Linked DNA regions of Ovis aries: region 2 is linked to region 1. A link is a contact called in public Hi-C data. All regions are on one chromosome and are shown on one strand. The core of a region is the stretch at or near the end of the contact, and the rest is flanking DNA. Distances in the headings are between cores, read along the strand shown.

Region 1 (2,998 bases), core at 168-2,667:
CAGCACCGGATGGTAGTTGGGGTCCCCCTGCCGCCGACCCGCCAACCGATTCAGTTGCATGAGGTAGTGGAAGTTGCTGATGCGGCCGTGGACCCAGTCTAACACAAGGCCCCTGAGCTCCTCCTGGCATGTGGGACACCCAGGTCCCCGTCTTCCCTCCTCGCCAGGCTCGACACCTGCCCTATTTCTTGCTTCCTGGGTCTCCTCATCCCCCGCCTCCTCGGGCCTCTCATAAGCACTCAGGTCCAGGCGGAGCTCGCTGCAAAGTTTCTCATCCACGGCAATGTGGTGCAAAGACAGGGCCCCGCAGGCCAGTCCCTGCTGGTGACAGGCATCCATGGCCCTCAGCACACGGAAGAGAATGAAGAGCACCTTGGCTTGGCTGTTGGTCAGCTTGGCGGGGCTGAAGGTGACCACATCGTGCAGGGAGAACTGCACATACGGGTGCACCACGTAGAGCATCTCCGGGGACTCCAACAGAGCCTCCGCTCTCAGAAGACTGGGAGAGGCAGGGCAGCCCCGAGGGGCACAGGGGCCTTCTCTGGCATATGAGGGGCACTGCGCAGCTTCGCCCAGTGGCAGGAAAGGGCAACCATAGACCCTCTGCAGAGCCTGTCGCACTGAATCCAGGGCAGGGACAGCTGCGGGGGCAGGGCTATGACTGTAGGGCTGCCCGTAAGTGTGATACGCGTGGCGCCACAGGTTGCGATAATTCTGGGCAGCCACATCCTGCATGAAGCGAGTGAGGGTCTCCGGGGTGCCGGATCCCTCCTCAAAAGCCAGGCCGCCCAGCGGGTAGGAGAGCCTTCGTTTCCGCAGCCCGTGCACCTCGACTCTAGTCCAGCCGGCAGGCAGCCTCTGCACGGAGCGTTGCAAGAGAGTCCTGACTTCCGCTTCGCTCAGGCCTTCGGCGCGCGGACAGGGTCCCGGGGGCAGCCTGCGCTCGCGGAGGCTGGCCAGCCAGCGCGCGGGCACCAGAGCTACCACGTGTGCACCCCCCGGGGCCGGAGCCAGCTGCCGGGCATCGATGCTCAGGTCCTTCTCCACGCTCCGGAGCAGCTCCTCCATGTCGGGGCTCGGGGGCGGTGACCAGCCCTCCGCCTTGGCGGTAAGCGCGACTTCCCGCCCCCTGCTCCCCAGGGCCATCCCCTCTTGGCCGCCTGGGGGCAGCGCGGGGCTGAGCCCTGCCACAGCCCCCCTCGCCTCGGCTTCCCGGATGCCAGATGGGTAGGGGTAGGCGAGGGACTGGGGCTGGGGCGGAGGAGGCGGGGATGGGCCGGGGATAGAGGGGGGCCGCGGGGGAGCTCTTACCCCTCCGCAGGGTCCTGCGCTCCAGGCACGGCCGGGCGGGGGCTGAGGGGCGCCAACGCCAGGCTCCACCGCCAGGCTCCACCGTGACGGGTCAGCTGACGCTGCTCACGTGATCGCCCGGTACGGAAACAACCGCACGTGGCTCGACTGAACCCGGGAACCCCGCCTCCTCTAGGCCGCGCCACCGCCCGCCGGCCTCTCCTTCCCCGCACCCTGCTAGGCCTGGTGGCAGCTTCGCTTCCTCCCGGGCTGAATCGGGCAGGGGTGGGGGCTATGAGCGGCCCACGAGACTTCCCTTTCCCTCCTTACTTCTTCCTTCAAGCGCTGGGACGCAGACCTATGGAGGGTTTCCCTTAGAGAGGGCAGCCTCAGGTGATCACCCCCGCCGCCGCCGCCGCCACAACCACCTCGCTCTGGTTTTACCGATAAGAAACCTGAAGCAGAGCTGGGACTTTTCACATTAAGTCCCTTCACCGCCTCCAAGCTGCCTTCCAAAAGAAAGAGCTTTTAATTTTCCAAAGTTTCAGCGGTAACATTCCATTTGGCCCTGGCAACACTCAGTGATTTAGGAAGGGCGGTTATTATTGTTCATATTTTACAGGTAAAAAACCAAGAACCTCTGAAGAGGCTTGTCCAAATGGCAGCATGGAAACTCACCAAACTGGGGCACAGATCTGCTCTGGAGTCCTCCCCACTGACAGCTCTTTAAAGGCTTTTTTTTTTTTTTTTTAAATAATAAAAATTCTGGGCAATCTTGGGGAGAGAAGTTGAAGGCTGAAAAGCCAGGATGGAAATGTTCCCCCAAGACTTCCTGTTGAAGATCTGTCTCTGCTGTGTGACAGAGCCTGCCTGCTGTTGTCAGAGCCTTGCAGATGCCACGGTGGCTGGGGGGAAGGTGCAACATGGCAGGGAGCAGAAACCAGCGAGCTGGCGCCAGAATTACAGGACTCCTTCAAGACGTCTGGATTCTGACTCATTTGTGGGATTGACAGGCCATTGTCTTCAGCGAGACATCAGTATCTATTTTTCCAGTCCCACTCCTAGAAGGAGAGTTTGCCTCATGTAGGAGTCTGGTGTGGAGGTGTGGGAGCTCCATAAAGGCACTTAAGAAAAAAAATAAAGTCCTAATTAGAGAGGAACAGGGATGGCTCAGCCATAATTTGATTTCATCTGTATCCTTCTTGAAAAAGGCAGCTAGAACCGCTGATGTGCTTGGTCACATGACCTTGAGCGATAATAACTTAACAGCCACCACTTACAGAGCACTGATCAGGAGCCAGGCATCTTGCTAAGCAGTTTGCATACTTTAAATTCTCACCACAACCCTTTTTAAGAGGATAGTTTTAGATCCGTTTTAGGATGAGGAAGCTAAGTAATTTGCTTAGGTCCCATAACTAGGAAGTGGTAGAACCAGGATTCAAATCTAGGCCTGGCTCATTCTAAAACCAATGTTCTTTGTACTCCTTGGCCAAGTACTATTTTGTTTTTAATTTAAAAAAAAAAAAATTGGCCATGCCCTGTGGTATGTGGGCTCTCAGTTCCCCAACCAGGGTTGGAACCTGTGTTCCCTGCAGTAGGAGAGAGTTAACCACTAGATCTCCAGAGAAATCCCTTGTTTTGTTTTTTAAATTTTATTGGAATATAGTTGACTTGCAGTGTTGTGTTAGTTTCAAGTGTACAGCAAAGT
Region 2 (2,998 bases), core at 169-2,668, 240 kb before region 1:
TCCAAATCACTTTATTGTGTGGTAGTCAGTGCTGCTGGTCTCAGCTTTTCCTGTCACCCCCCACTCATTCAGGACGCCAAGGTCAAAGTCCACTGAGGCCTCCTAATCCTGCCTCGCTTTTTTTCTTGGAGTGCAGAGCTAGGCTTATATGATTTGAGTCTTAAGTACTGATATTTGTCTCTTAATTGGAGATGGTGAGGTGCCCTAAATAGCAGGGGAGATTTCTAGGTAGAAAAATAAACGCAGGGATTACAAAGGTTGCATCAAGGTCATGGTTCGGGGCGCGGGTGGGTGGCGGGTGGTGGTGGAGTGGAAAGGGGATGCAAAGGCAAAGGCCTTTACAGAGCTTTCAGTTTGCAAACTGGTCCAAGAACTTGAGGTAGGCCTGGCGCTGGGGTGCGGCTGCTGGAATGAAGTGGCCACCAGAGTGGGTAAGGGTGACGGCTCCATCGAATCGGCTACATAGCTGCATACTCTCCTGAGAGGGGATGACGCCGTCAGTGTCCCCAAAAACATGGAGGGAAGGCAGTGACAAGGGGCCCTGCATGATGGGTTCCATGAGGCCAAGGCCCCGCGGGCAGAAACCAGATACAAGTATGACAAACCGGGGCAAAGGGAAGCGGGGATCACCGCCTTGGCCAAGGGCACACACAAGAGCTGCTAGCGCGGCCCCCTGGCTGAAACCAAGGATCCCATCGAAAGGCCCCAGCTTGTTCAGTGCCTGTGCCACCGTTCCCAGAGCTTCCTCCAGACCTCTGCACGCCGTGGGTTCTTCCAGGGCCAAGAAAACGTCTGCTTCCTGTTCGGAAAACCACCAACCTCGAGGCTGCTCCTCCAGAGGGCAGGGTCCTACAGCGATGAAGGGGAGAGTACAGAGTTAAGGCAAGGGGAAATCCAGGGGGAAAGAAAGGGAGTGAGGGAGGGTTTGGGAATGAGGGAAACAGGTGGTTGAAGCAGAGTAGAAAGTCTGGGGAAAATGAGGCGGAACAGACTGACCTGAAGAGGAGATGGGTAGAAGCCTGGGAGAGCCAGGCAGGAATTTGAGCAAGGGGCTAGGTTGGCAGAGATGGCGTGTATGGGCAGAATGAAGTGGGAGGATGACAGGAATGTGGGGAGGGACAGGGTGGCTGTGTGCAGGCAGGTGTTACGCGGACTAGGCAAGACAGAAGACTCTGGGCGCATTTCCGGGCAGGGCTCCTCTCACCAGAGTCTGGCCTGGCGCCCTCCGACCCCGCTACGTCCACGACCGGGTGCGGGCCGCTGAGGCAAACGAGCTCTGCGCGGCCCCGCAGCGCCTTCCGCAGCGCTCCGGTCTTCTCACGGAAGCCCCGCTCGCTCTGCCGAAAACCCGCCAGACACAAAATCCGCAGAAGCGGCTGCGCAGCCATCATGCATGGCGCCTGCGCGCCAGAGGAACCGGAAGCAGCCTTTCCCCGAGCGGAAGTTGAACGCGAAGTGGGGGACCCAATACAGCCACCACCCTGGAGGCGGGCCACAGAGCAAGCGGACGTTGCCATGACAACACGGAAGCGGGTGCTGCAGATCCAGAGGTAGGGCGGATACCTGGGAACCAGGAGCGTCTCAGGGAGCGATCGCCGACACCTCCTCGCCTCTGCAGCTGCAAGCCTCGCAAGCCGCGGCTGGAGAGGGGCGCGCGGGCCCCCCCTGAACCTGGGGTGGCAGACTTTGGTCACGGTCCCGCTTCTGCGACGTTCCCCACCCTGCTGTCGTGCATTTCCCTTAGCGGCCGCAGGGGGGCGGCCTCGGCTCGCGCCGCCTGGGCGGCCGCGCCCAGACACCTCGGTCTTCCTTGGAGTCTCTTCCTACCTTCCCTAGGCCCGGCCGGCCTGGGACCTGGAGCAGCCGATCCCGCCCGTGGTTCACCGTCCACGGCCCTAAGGAGCTGCTGGCGTAGAAGTCCATAGGGTAGGGCTGCTGCCAGGAAATGTCCCTCAAGGCCACCGCCGCCTGGGGGAGAAAATCTGGGCAGTAACATTTGCCAACATTTTTCTACGCAGGATTATTTAATTCGGTCCTCACAATGACCTACGAAGGTCCTATTATACCCATAGCATAGAAAGGAAATGTGAGGCTCAGAGAGCAGGAAGGGACTTGCGCAAGGCCACACAGCTAGGAAGTGCCTCCGCTGTACCTTAAGTGCTGCTCCACTGAGGACTCCTTCCAGGACAGAACTAAGGGTAAAGTCCGTTCTCCCCCAGGGATTTTCAGAACCTAGTGTTACCTCATAGGGCGTGAGCAGCGGCTTGGGGAAGGCTGTACCCCAGTCGATGGACAGGCGTGGACATGCCACCTGCACCCACCTATAAGAAGGGAAATCAGGTCAGATCCAAGGGGCAGGGGGTGGGAGTGGGGTTGGGTAGCCTTCCTGTTCCTGGCAGCATGCTGAAGAACATGACTGTGTCCCCAACACACTCAATGGAGCTTACTATTAATTCGAAAGTAAAGACTCTAACCCACTGCTGTTTAGAATAGCATTGTTCTCTTGTTTCCCCCACTGTGAGCTTTTTTAAGGTTTTTATTGAATTTGTTACAATATTGCATATCTTATGTGGGATCTTAGCTCCCCCACGAGGGAATTGAAACCTGCAGCCCCCCCAGCACTGGAAAGTGAAGTCTCAACCACTGGACGGCCAGGAAGTCCCTGACTATGAACTTTCTGAAGAGAGGGCTTGGGCAGCATGTTTGCCATCAGACCCCAGGATAAAATTTAACGCCTGGTCCAAAGCAGTTGCCAACCACCCCTCAAACTCATCTCACACAGAACAACTATGATGTAGCCATTGCCTGTGAGCCCCCAAGCCAGACAAAGTTGGGTTGACCCACAGCCAAAAGTAGCCCCTGCGAGATGAGTGCCCTCTAAACATTAAAATTTCATGGTCACGGAAGCACTGACTCCAGCCTGCAATAGGTAATGGGCAGAACCCAGATTCTACGCTTCCTTAGCCAATCATCGCTAGATAGATTAAGGTGGGGAAAC

The links. A called contact is a pair of places that touch in the nucleus more often than the background predicts.
Region 2: a contact with region 1 is called in a Hi-C map of muscle, with 7 times the contacts expected there. The contact joins the promoter of OVCA2 here to the promoter of WDR81 in region 1. A contact is called at or near these places in 5 of 16 Hi-C or Micro-C datasets (hypothalamus, liver, muscle and 2 more).

Annotation. Positions count from the first base shown.
Region 1 is chr11:22,709,645-22,712,642 of ARS-UI_Ramb_v3.0, reverse strand. WDR81 (WD repeat domain 81) reads right to left here and starts at 1,417. Exons shown (of 10, transcript XM_027975144.3): 1 at 1-1,417. The coding sequence starts at 1,146. It overlaps LOC121820574 (a long non-coding RNA gene), which reads left to right and starts at 886. Exons shown (of 2, transcript XR_006061133.2): 1 at 886-1,108; 2 at 1,913-2,998.
Region 2 is chr11:22,953,483-22,956,480 of ARS-UI_Ramb_v3.0, reverse strand. OVCA2 (OVCA2 serine hydrolase domain containing) reads right to left here and starts at 1,418. Exons shown (of 2, transcript XM_027975141.2): 1 at 1,205-1,418; 2 at 1-849. The coding sequence starts at 1,391. The coding sequence ends at 350. It overlaps DPH1 (diphthamide biosynthesis 1), which reads right to left. Exons shown (of 13, transcript XM_042255496.1): 10 at 2,153-2,321; 11 at 1,828-1,968; 12 at 1,564-1,671; 13 at 754-849. The coding sequence ends at 1,582.